Linked DNA regions of Pan troglodytes: region 1 is linked to region 2. A link is a contact called in public Hi-C data. All regions are on one chromosome and are shown on one strand. The core of a region is the stretch at or near the end of the contact, and the rest is flanking DNA. Distances in the headings are between cores, read along the strand shown. Region 1 holds the start of KLF4 (KLF transcription factor 4). Region 2 has its middle 150 kb from the start of KLF4.

What was found. Hi-C and Micro-C count contacts between places; a contact is called where the count stands out from the background.
Region 1: a contact with region 2 is called in a Hi-C map of stem cell-derived neural progenitor cells, with 3 times the contacts expected there. The contact joins the promoter of KLF4 here to the enhancer-like site in region 2. A contact is called at or near these places in 2 of 7 Hi-C or Micro-C datasets (blood and stem cell-derived neural progenitor cells).

Annotation. Positions count from the first base shown.
Region 1 is chr11:30,966,447-30,970,381 of NHGRI_mPanTro3-v2.0_pri, reverse strand. KLF4 (KLF transcription factor 4) reads right to left here and starts at 2,343. Exons shown (of 5, transcript XM_016961392.4): 1 at 1,636-2,343; 2 at 1,398-1,518; 3 at 1-735. The coding sequence starts at 1,640.
Region 2 is chr11:30,818,582-30,822,912 of NHGRI_mPanTro3-v2.0_pri, reverse strand. No RefSeq gene overlaps it. Among named protein-coding and RNA genes, the nearest start is that of KLF4, 150 kb to the left of the region's middle. Within about 2 kb of position 2,637, at least 20 of the 24 cell types and tissues checked have an H3K27ac peak or open chromatin away from gene starts, as enhancers often do. A contact at or near this core is called in stem cell-derived neural progenitor cells, where this site is marked.

The sequences.
Region 1 (3,935 bases), core at 1,094-3,593, 150 kb before region 2:
GTGGGTGCACGAAGAGACCGCCTCCTGCTTGATCTTGGGGCACGTGCGCGGCGGCCCGCCGTTGTAGGGCGCCACCACCACCGGGTGGCTGCCGTCAGGGCTGCCTTTGCTGACGCTGATGACCGATGGGCTGCCGTACTCGCTGCCAGGGGCGCTCAGCGACGCCTTCAGCACGAACTTGCCCATCAGCCCGCCACCTGGCGGCTGCGGCTGCTGCGGCGGAATGTACACCGGGTCCAATTCTGGCCGCAGGAGCTCGGCCACGAAGCCGCCCGAGGGGCTCACGTCGTTGATGTCCGCCAGGTTGAAGGGAGCCGTCGGAGGGGGAGCGGACTCCCTGCCATAGAGGAGGCCTCCGCCCGTGCCGCCCGGCGCCACGCCCGGGTCGTTCCCGGCCCGGATCGGATAGGTGAAGCTGCAGGTGGAGGGCGCGCTGGCAGGGCCGCTGCTCGACGGCGACGACGAAGAGGAGGCTGACGCTGACGAGGACACGGTGGCGGCCACTGACTCCGGAGGATGGGTCAGCGAATTGGAGAGGATAAAGTCCAGGTCCAGGAGATCGTTGAACTCCTCGGTCTCTCTCCGAGGTAGGGGCGCCAGGTTGCTACCGCCGCAAGCCGCACCGGCTCCGCCGCTCTCCAGGTCTGTGGCCACGGTCGCCGCCGCCAGGTCATAGGGGCGGCCGGGAAGCACTGGGGGAAGTCGCTTCATGTGGGAGAGCTCCTCCCGCCAGCGCTGCGGGGACAGGGCGGGAGAGACCTGTCAGTGGTGGTCCCCCGTTGCCACCCGACATACTGACGTGCTGGCGGGCCACGCGCGACTGCACCGCCCAGACATGGGGACTGGTCAGGCAGGAAGCACCCGGGAACCCAGGGCGCCAGCGCTGCAATCTCGGCCCACTCCCGGGTCGGAGAAGAGGTGATGCGTCTGTATTGCGGGTGTTATGTCCTGTCTGCCCAATTGCGTGTGAGCGAACGCCGCGGCTGGTCCCTCCCCCGCCAGGTCCCGTGGACGTCCCCGGAATTGGCACACCGAGGCTCTCTCGGTGCGCTCTCGCCACGGGGCCGCCTACGCGTTAAACTCACTCTGGCCCAGCCAGTGTCTGGGGACGCGGCCACCTCCCGCCCGGTGGCCCGCGAGCGCCCGCCCTACCGACAGCGCGCCCGGGGACTGGTGAAGAACCGGCTTGCGCCCCAGGCGGCTCCGCAGTGCTCGCACCACGGGCATACACAGCTGAGCCAAGGACACGGAAGCTATCCCGGGAAGGTTGCGGAGTCCGCGCGGTGGCCGCTCCTTACCCTCGTTCAGTGGCTCTTGGTGACCCCAAGGCTCCGCCCGCCCCCACCACACCCACGAAAACCCACCGGGCGTTCCCGGCGGCCCGGGGCGATACTCACGTTATTCGGGGCACCTGCTTGACGCAGTGTCTTCTCCCTTCCCGCCGGGCCAGACGCGAACGTGGAGAAAGATGGGAGCAGCGCGTCGCTGACAGCCATGTCAGACTCGCCAGGTGGCTGCCTGCGAGCAAGGCAGGGCGCAGAGACAGGAGAGTCAGGGGCGGCTTTCGGCCGTCGTTCCGGCGCGTCCCACCGGTCCTCACCCCTCCCTGCTCCCAGCGCCGCGCGCCTCACCTACCTCATTAATGTGGGGGCCCAGAAGGTCCTCGGCAGCCCGAAGCAGCTGGGGCACCCGAACCCCAAAGTCAACGAAGAGAAGAAACGAAGCCAAAACCCAAAACCCCAAATTGGCCGAGATCCTTCTTCTTTGGATTAAATATAACTTGGAAGCGTCCTTTTTAAAAAGTTCCTTTGTATACAAAAGTTCTTAGAAAAGTTGTAAACTCAAAAATAGACAATCAGCAAAGCGAGTAAGTAGGTCCGGTGGCCGGGCTGCGCTCTCTTCCACTCAGCAGCGTCCCCCACCACTGTCGCGGTCGCCTCGAGTGCTGCCGTGGGCGCAGGGGCTGTGGCCGGGGCGGTGGGCGGGCGGTGCCGCCAGGTGAGACTGGCTGCCGTGGCGCGGAGCTGCGAACTGGTCGGCGGCGCAGGGCGCGGAGTCCGGGGAGTTGTGTGGAGCGCGCGCGGCCATGGGCGCGGGCCACGGGCGGGTGGGAGGGTGGGGGGCCAGAGGGGCGGGGAGGGTCACTCGGCGGCTCCCGGTGCCGCCGCCGCCCGCCACCGCCTCTGCTCCCCGCGCGCCCGCAGACACGTTCGTTCTCTCTGGTCGGGGAACTGCCGGCCGCCGGCGCGCGTTCCTTACTTATAACTTCCTTCGCTACAGCCTTTTCCTCCGCCTTCTCCCATGCCCCGCCCCTCCCTTTCTTCTCTCCGCCCCCCCCGAGGCTCCCTTCCATCGTTGCTATGGCAGCTAAATCAACAAACTCGGCGCACGTGGGGGCGGGGGAGGGGAAGGAGGGGCGCGGGCGGGGCTGGGCCGGGCCGTGACGCCAGCCAGGCAGCTGGCGGGCTGGAGCCGAGCTGACGCCGGCGGCAGTGGTGTCGGCGGCGGCGGCGGCGTCCGCCCCAGCGCGGGGCGCGAGGAACCGGGCGCAGGTTCGGTCGCTGCGCGACCAGGGTCGTACTCACCGCCATTGTCGGCTCCCTGGGTTCGAAGCCCGCGAAGACTGGTGGGGTCAGCGGGCGGCACGGTCACGCGTCCGCACCCCTGCTAGCATACGCGCTTGCCGCGCTGTCTGCGCGCTGGAGAAGAGCGCGATTATCCGCGTGACTCATCCAGCCCTCCATCTCCCCCTCCCTCTCTGCGCTCGCAGGAGCCCGCTCTAGTCGCTCAGCGCCAGTGCCGGTGGCGGTGCCGGCGCTCGGCCTGACCTCGCACGGTTCCTCGCGGGCCCTTCTGCCGAGGGGTGGGGGGCGCTAGGGGTGTGGAGAGGAGGCGGTGCCCAGCACTGTGCAGCGTGAACTGGGAGCCTCAAGAGAAGGCCAGAGGAGTGTTCCGCCGGGAACAGGCGGAAAGAGGCACGAATGGGGAGTTATGGTTTTGATACTTTAAATAGCGAGAAAGGGAGTGAAAGGGCTCAAGATTCACTCAGAGGCGTGAGGGAGAGAAGAGGGACTGTGAGGCGCGGAGACAGTTTTCAACCAGCCATCTCGAAGCCCTTTCCTTTTTTTTTTCCTCTTTTTTTTTTTTCTGTGAGACAGAGTCTCGCTGTGTCGCCCAAGCTGGAATGCAGTGGCACGATCTCAGCTCACTGCAACCTCCGCCTCCTGGGTTCAAGCGATTCTCCTGCGTCAGCCTCCCGAGTAGCGCGGATTACAGGCGTGCGCCACGACGCCGGCTAATTTTTGTATTTTTCGTAGAGACGGGGTTTCACCATGTTGGCCAGGCAGGTCTCGAACACCTGACCTCAAGTGATCAGCCTGCCTCGGCCTCCCGAAGTGCTGGGATTACAGGCGTGAGCCACTGCCTGTAATATTTGATGACTAAATTGCACTGTAGAATAATAATAATAGAAGACACCCATTAAAGAAGAATTAAACACTCACTGATGACTTTTCAAGCCACGCACTCTTCTTTCCACTTTATGGATGAGAAATTGAGTCATAAAGAGGTGAAATGGCCAGTAAAGGTCAAAGGACAACTCGTTCCTTCGGCTCAGGCTCCGGGTAGGTCAGGCCCCCCTAAAGGGACTTCCCTGGGAAGTGACCATGTGCCAGGAAGTGGAGCGATGCGGTGGGATCCTAGCTCTCAAAAAGTGCACACCGAGCCCGCCGCAGGCGTCCTTGCCCACCGGGAAGGGAATAGGAAACGGCGATCTTTACTTCAATCTTATAACGCTGCCTCCCCCACCCCCACTCTCCCCTTGGTTTGTGATCAGTAATTTTCCAGCTGGGAAATGTTTTGCTCTCATCTTCTCAGCAAACAGTATTTTTTTTAAAACGTGAATGTGGTGTTTGGTATCACTTTCTAAACGTAGG
Region 2 (4,331 bases), core at 1,388-3,887:
TTTGGCAAGTTTTCCCTGAGCTAATGAAAACAGAGGGGCATAAAGGGAGTCTGTGTGCAGCTCTAACTATAGTGGTCACTGCAGCCCACATTGTGTGAGAAGAAGGGCCTCATTCAATAACCCCCCTTTTAAGTCTTTTTTATCATCAATATGGATGAGACTTAGATTTGACGTGGTCACCAAACAAAAGGCCCTCACTTTATGAATACAATCTGGGTAATGGCATTATTTCAAGTGGCTTCGCTCAGTTATGACTGGCTTTGGAATAGTTATTGTTGATTCATTCATTCATTCATTCATTCACTCATTCATTGTACAAATATTTACTGAGTGCCAGCAATGTGTGAGGCACTTTAATACATGTTGGGAATGCTATGGTGGCAGGCATAAGCGAGGCAGTGCCTGCATTTGTGGGTTTGGAATAGTTATTGTTGATTCATTCATTCATTCATTCATTCACTCATTCATTGTACAAGTATTTACTGAGTGCCAGCAATGTGTGAGGCACTTTAATACATGTTGGGAATGCTATGGTGGCAGGCATAAGCGAGGCAGTGCCTGCATTCGTGGGTTCGTGGGAGGAGAAGAAAAACAGATTAAATTACAAACTGTGACAGATTCTGTGAGGCAACAGAACAGGGTGCTGAGATAGAGAAAACCGGGTGTTGTGGTGATAGGAGGCCTACATTGTACTGGAGGCTAGTGAAGGTCTCATATGCATTCATTCATAATTTAGCAAACATTTAGTGAGTGGCCGCCATGCTCTGGAGTCTATACTGATCTAGACACCATTTTTGCCTTCAAGGTGCTCCTAGACCAGTGGGAGAGCAGGCAGGTAAGTAAAAAGCTCAGATGCTGGGTGACAAGCGCTTTAAGGCAGGCATGTGCCATATCTAATGTGGAAACAGGAAGGAGATCTAAATATGCTGCGGTTGGTGGTGGTCAAAGAAGGTTTCTCTCAGGGGGAACGATTCAACAGACATTTGTGATAGTTGATGTTTGGCAAGATAGAGGTGAATGAGAACTAGGGCTGCTTTGAAGGAGTCTGAAGTCCAGTCTTGCTTCCGGAGTCACCTCTTTGAGAGCCTGGAGCCTGTGGTGTCTGACCTGCCTCTCCAGTAGTAAGCATGGAGCTTGAGTCAAAAGAGGTGCTTAGTAAATAACAGGTCCCTTTCTCTGACATCTCATGGCACAACTCTTTGGATTTAGTCTAGTGGTGAAGAACTTGGCTACTGCAGTCAGATTGCATGCATTCAAATTCCAGCACCCAGCTGTGTTACCTTGGGCAGTTTTTCTCTGCACTACAGTTTCCCTACATACAAGGCAGGGATGACAATGATACCTGCAGACTAGGGTAGTTATAAGGACTAAATGAGATCATGCTTGTATGATCACTAAAGATATGACCAGCATACCTCATCCCAATGTGTTTTTAAGTGCTGCTTGTCACCTTCCACAACCCACCCCCACCCCCCATTCACTCAATCCAACAATTATGGGTTGAGTATTTTCAGTCTTAGGCATTGTGCTGGGTGCTTAGATTCAGAAAAATCTTGCCAGACTCCAGGGTCTCCATCCCCATAGATGGTTAAATTCCCAAATCTCCCAAAATGGAAGTTCTTTGCCTCTTCTACCCAGATAAATAGGTATTTGCTATCTCTGGATTAGCGGTGAATGTCTGTTCATTTTTCATCAGCACATCTGGTTTTTAGGTGAAAAGCTGCCAGGAATTTTGAAACATCTTGTTACTTTAGACATCAGAAGGCAGGGAGATTTCCCATTATTAAATGGATGTGAAAACTTCTTTGTGCCCCAGGGCTAGGGCAAACCTGAGATTTCATAGGTCAGTGAAAGCTCACCATCATTGTTTTTGCTTGGTAATAATTTTATTTAGGGAGGAGGAAGAAGAGAGGGTAGGTGGTTTCCAGAATGATAAAGCAATGTGCCAATGTCATGCAGTTTCGAGAGGCCACTGAGGTGGTAGGGAAAGCATTGCCCATGTGTGGCTCCATCTCCCCGAGCCTCAGTTTCCCTTTGTGTAAGATAAGGATAACAGAACTTCCTGTGTAGTGTGGGTTGAGGTTTCAAGGAGAGCATGAATGTGGAAACACATCAGTGCCTTTTGCCTGCTAAATGCTTCTTGTTTATTTCCAGCCCTGCCACATGTTTGCAAATCTTTGCAATGTGCAGTTGGAAGGGAAAGTGGGGATAGAGAAGGCAGATTTGATTTGAGAGTTTGTGCACACAGTGGTGGGTCTGAGTTGGGGGCCTGGCTAGAAACAAGTGGCTTTTTTGGTGGCACCTTGTGCGCCTTCTCTTGAGACAGAGGCTCTGTAATCCCCCCTCGGCATCAAACTTCGCACTACCTTCCCTTTGCCACGGCATCCTTCCTTCTCGTCTCCAGGGAGGCAGGACAGAGAACCCAGGCCCAGCCCCAGCCCAGCGAGCCTGAGCCAGACTGCCTCGGGCCGGTCTTGCTCGGCCTCCCTGGGGAATCTGGGAGGCTCAGCCAGGCCTGAGTCGGCCTGGGTCCCGAGGTCAAGGTCGGGGTCAGGGTCGGGGTCCGGTCGTACGCCCTAGCACTGCCTGCGGTGGGGCGCGCACAGTCGAGCGCGGGGCCTCCCCGCAGGCTGCGCTGCCTGCCGGGCGGCCTCGGGAACTGACCAGGCCGCGTGTGAGCGCCGGGATTCCTGATCCTGCCTTAAATATGCCGGTTATTTTTATCTCCCTACGTCAGGCAGCGAAGGCCATCCCACCGGTGGCCCAGGCGGCTGCTACACAATGTTTCCCTTTAGTCGGGAGGGGAAATGGAGGGAGGCCAGACTTCCTGATCACATGGTGCTGAAGTCAATGAAAAAAAATTAAGGGGGACCCCTCCCTTTTTCTTCAATGCCTGATCCAGATTCCCCCCTCCCCGCTCCCCCGACCCACCCTCTCTGGGCTCCGCGCGTCGGAGGGAAGCGCAGCCTCCCAGGCGGAGGGCCAGCGAGGCAGGAGAGCGCGCGCAAACATAAACACGAGACTGTTGCAGTAATTGGTGGCTCTGAAAACACTGAGGAAATGAGAGGCTTGTACGAAACATCAGCCGACAAGAAACGGGGTGATGTCAGACAGCCTTCCAGGATTAGAAACCCTTAAAAGCTCCGAGCCCGCGGCCGCTGCGGAAAACTCGGCTCTCCCGCTCTCCCGGGTAGGAAGCCGGGATTTCGCTTTTGCCCGACTCCCTCGGGGCACTCGCCCTCTCCTCTCTTCCTCGCTTTCTCGCTTTCTCTCTTTCTTTCTTTCTTTCTTTCTTTCTCTTTCTTTCCTTTCTCTTCTTTTTGTTTCTTTTCTTCTTTCTTTCCTCTTTTTCTTTTCCTTTTCTTTTCCTGTCTTTCCTCTTCTCCCTCTTGCGCCCCCCCCGACCCCCAACTTTTTCTCTTTCTGTTTCTCTGGCTGTCACTGTCTCTCTGTCTTCTCCCTGTCTTCTCTCTCTTCGTTTTTTTCTTTAACCTTCTTTATTAAAAAGAAAAGAAGAGGCCACATCAGAAGATTTCCATTTCTAAGGCACCTTGTACTTTTATATCTTTTCCCTCCTTTGAAACACCAAACAGGACCCAACTCCTAAACAAGTCCAAAGGGACAAGTAAAACTGTGGTGTCAGTCGCTTGAGTTTGTTATAACTTTCTCTTCTTCTCAGTGCCCTTCCTCACCCCCCTTTTCGGATTAGAAGTTCATATTGCAATAATTCGCCAACATGTTGGAAGGGCTGGAAATAAACAAAAAGCATTTACCAAGGACAACAGCCCACCCACCCTGAGATGGGGAAAATGCTTGCAAAAATCTGGCCGTTTCAGAAGAGAATATAGATTTCCTAGTAAAATATATCCCAGCCACCCAGCTAGTAACACTAGTGGCTGTTGCCCCATTTTCTGTTCATAGTATAATTAAGACTAAAAGTGCTTACACGTATGTGTATACACACACACACACACACACACACACACACACACACCCTCCCTCCCTCCTCCAGGCCATAGGGCAGGGTAGCTAACAGCCAGTGAGCAGGGAGGATCTTGTACCACATCCAGCAGGAACTTGCGTGTGTCTTAAAGTTGGAGGCCAGTTACTCAGTGACATCTGTTCAGTGACATCAAAAGTGATGTCTGTCAAGCCTTTTTCTCTTCGTGTCTGCCAGGATTAATGAGGCAATGTTTGGAAAGGGCTTAAGCCCCCACCATGAAAGGCACCCAAGACAGCTTTTCAAAGAATGATTTATGTCCAGCTTTATCTAAATAGGAACCGAAAAAGCATTTTTCTTGTCTGTAGAGCAGGTGAACTCAACACCTGAC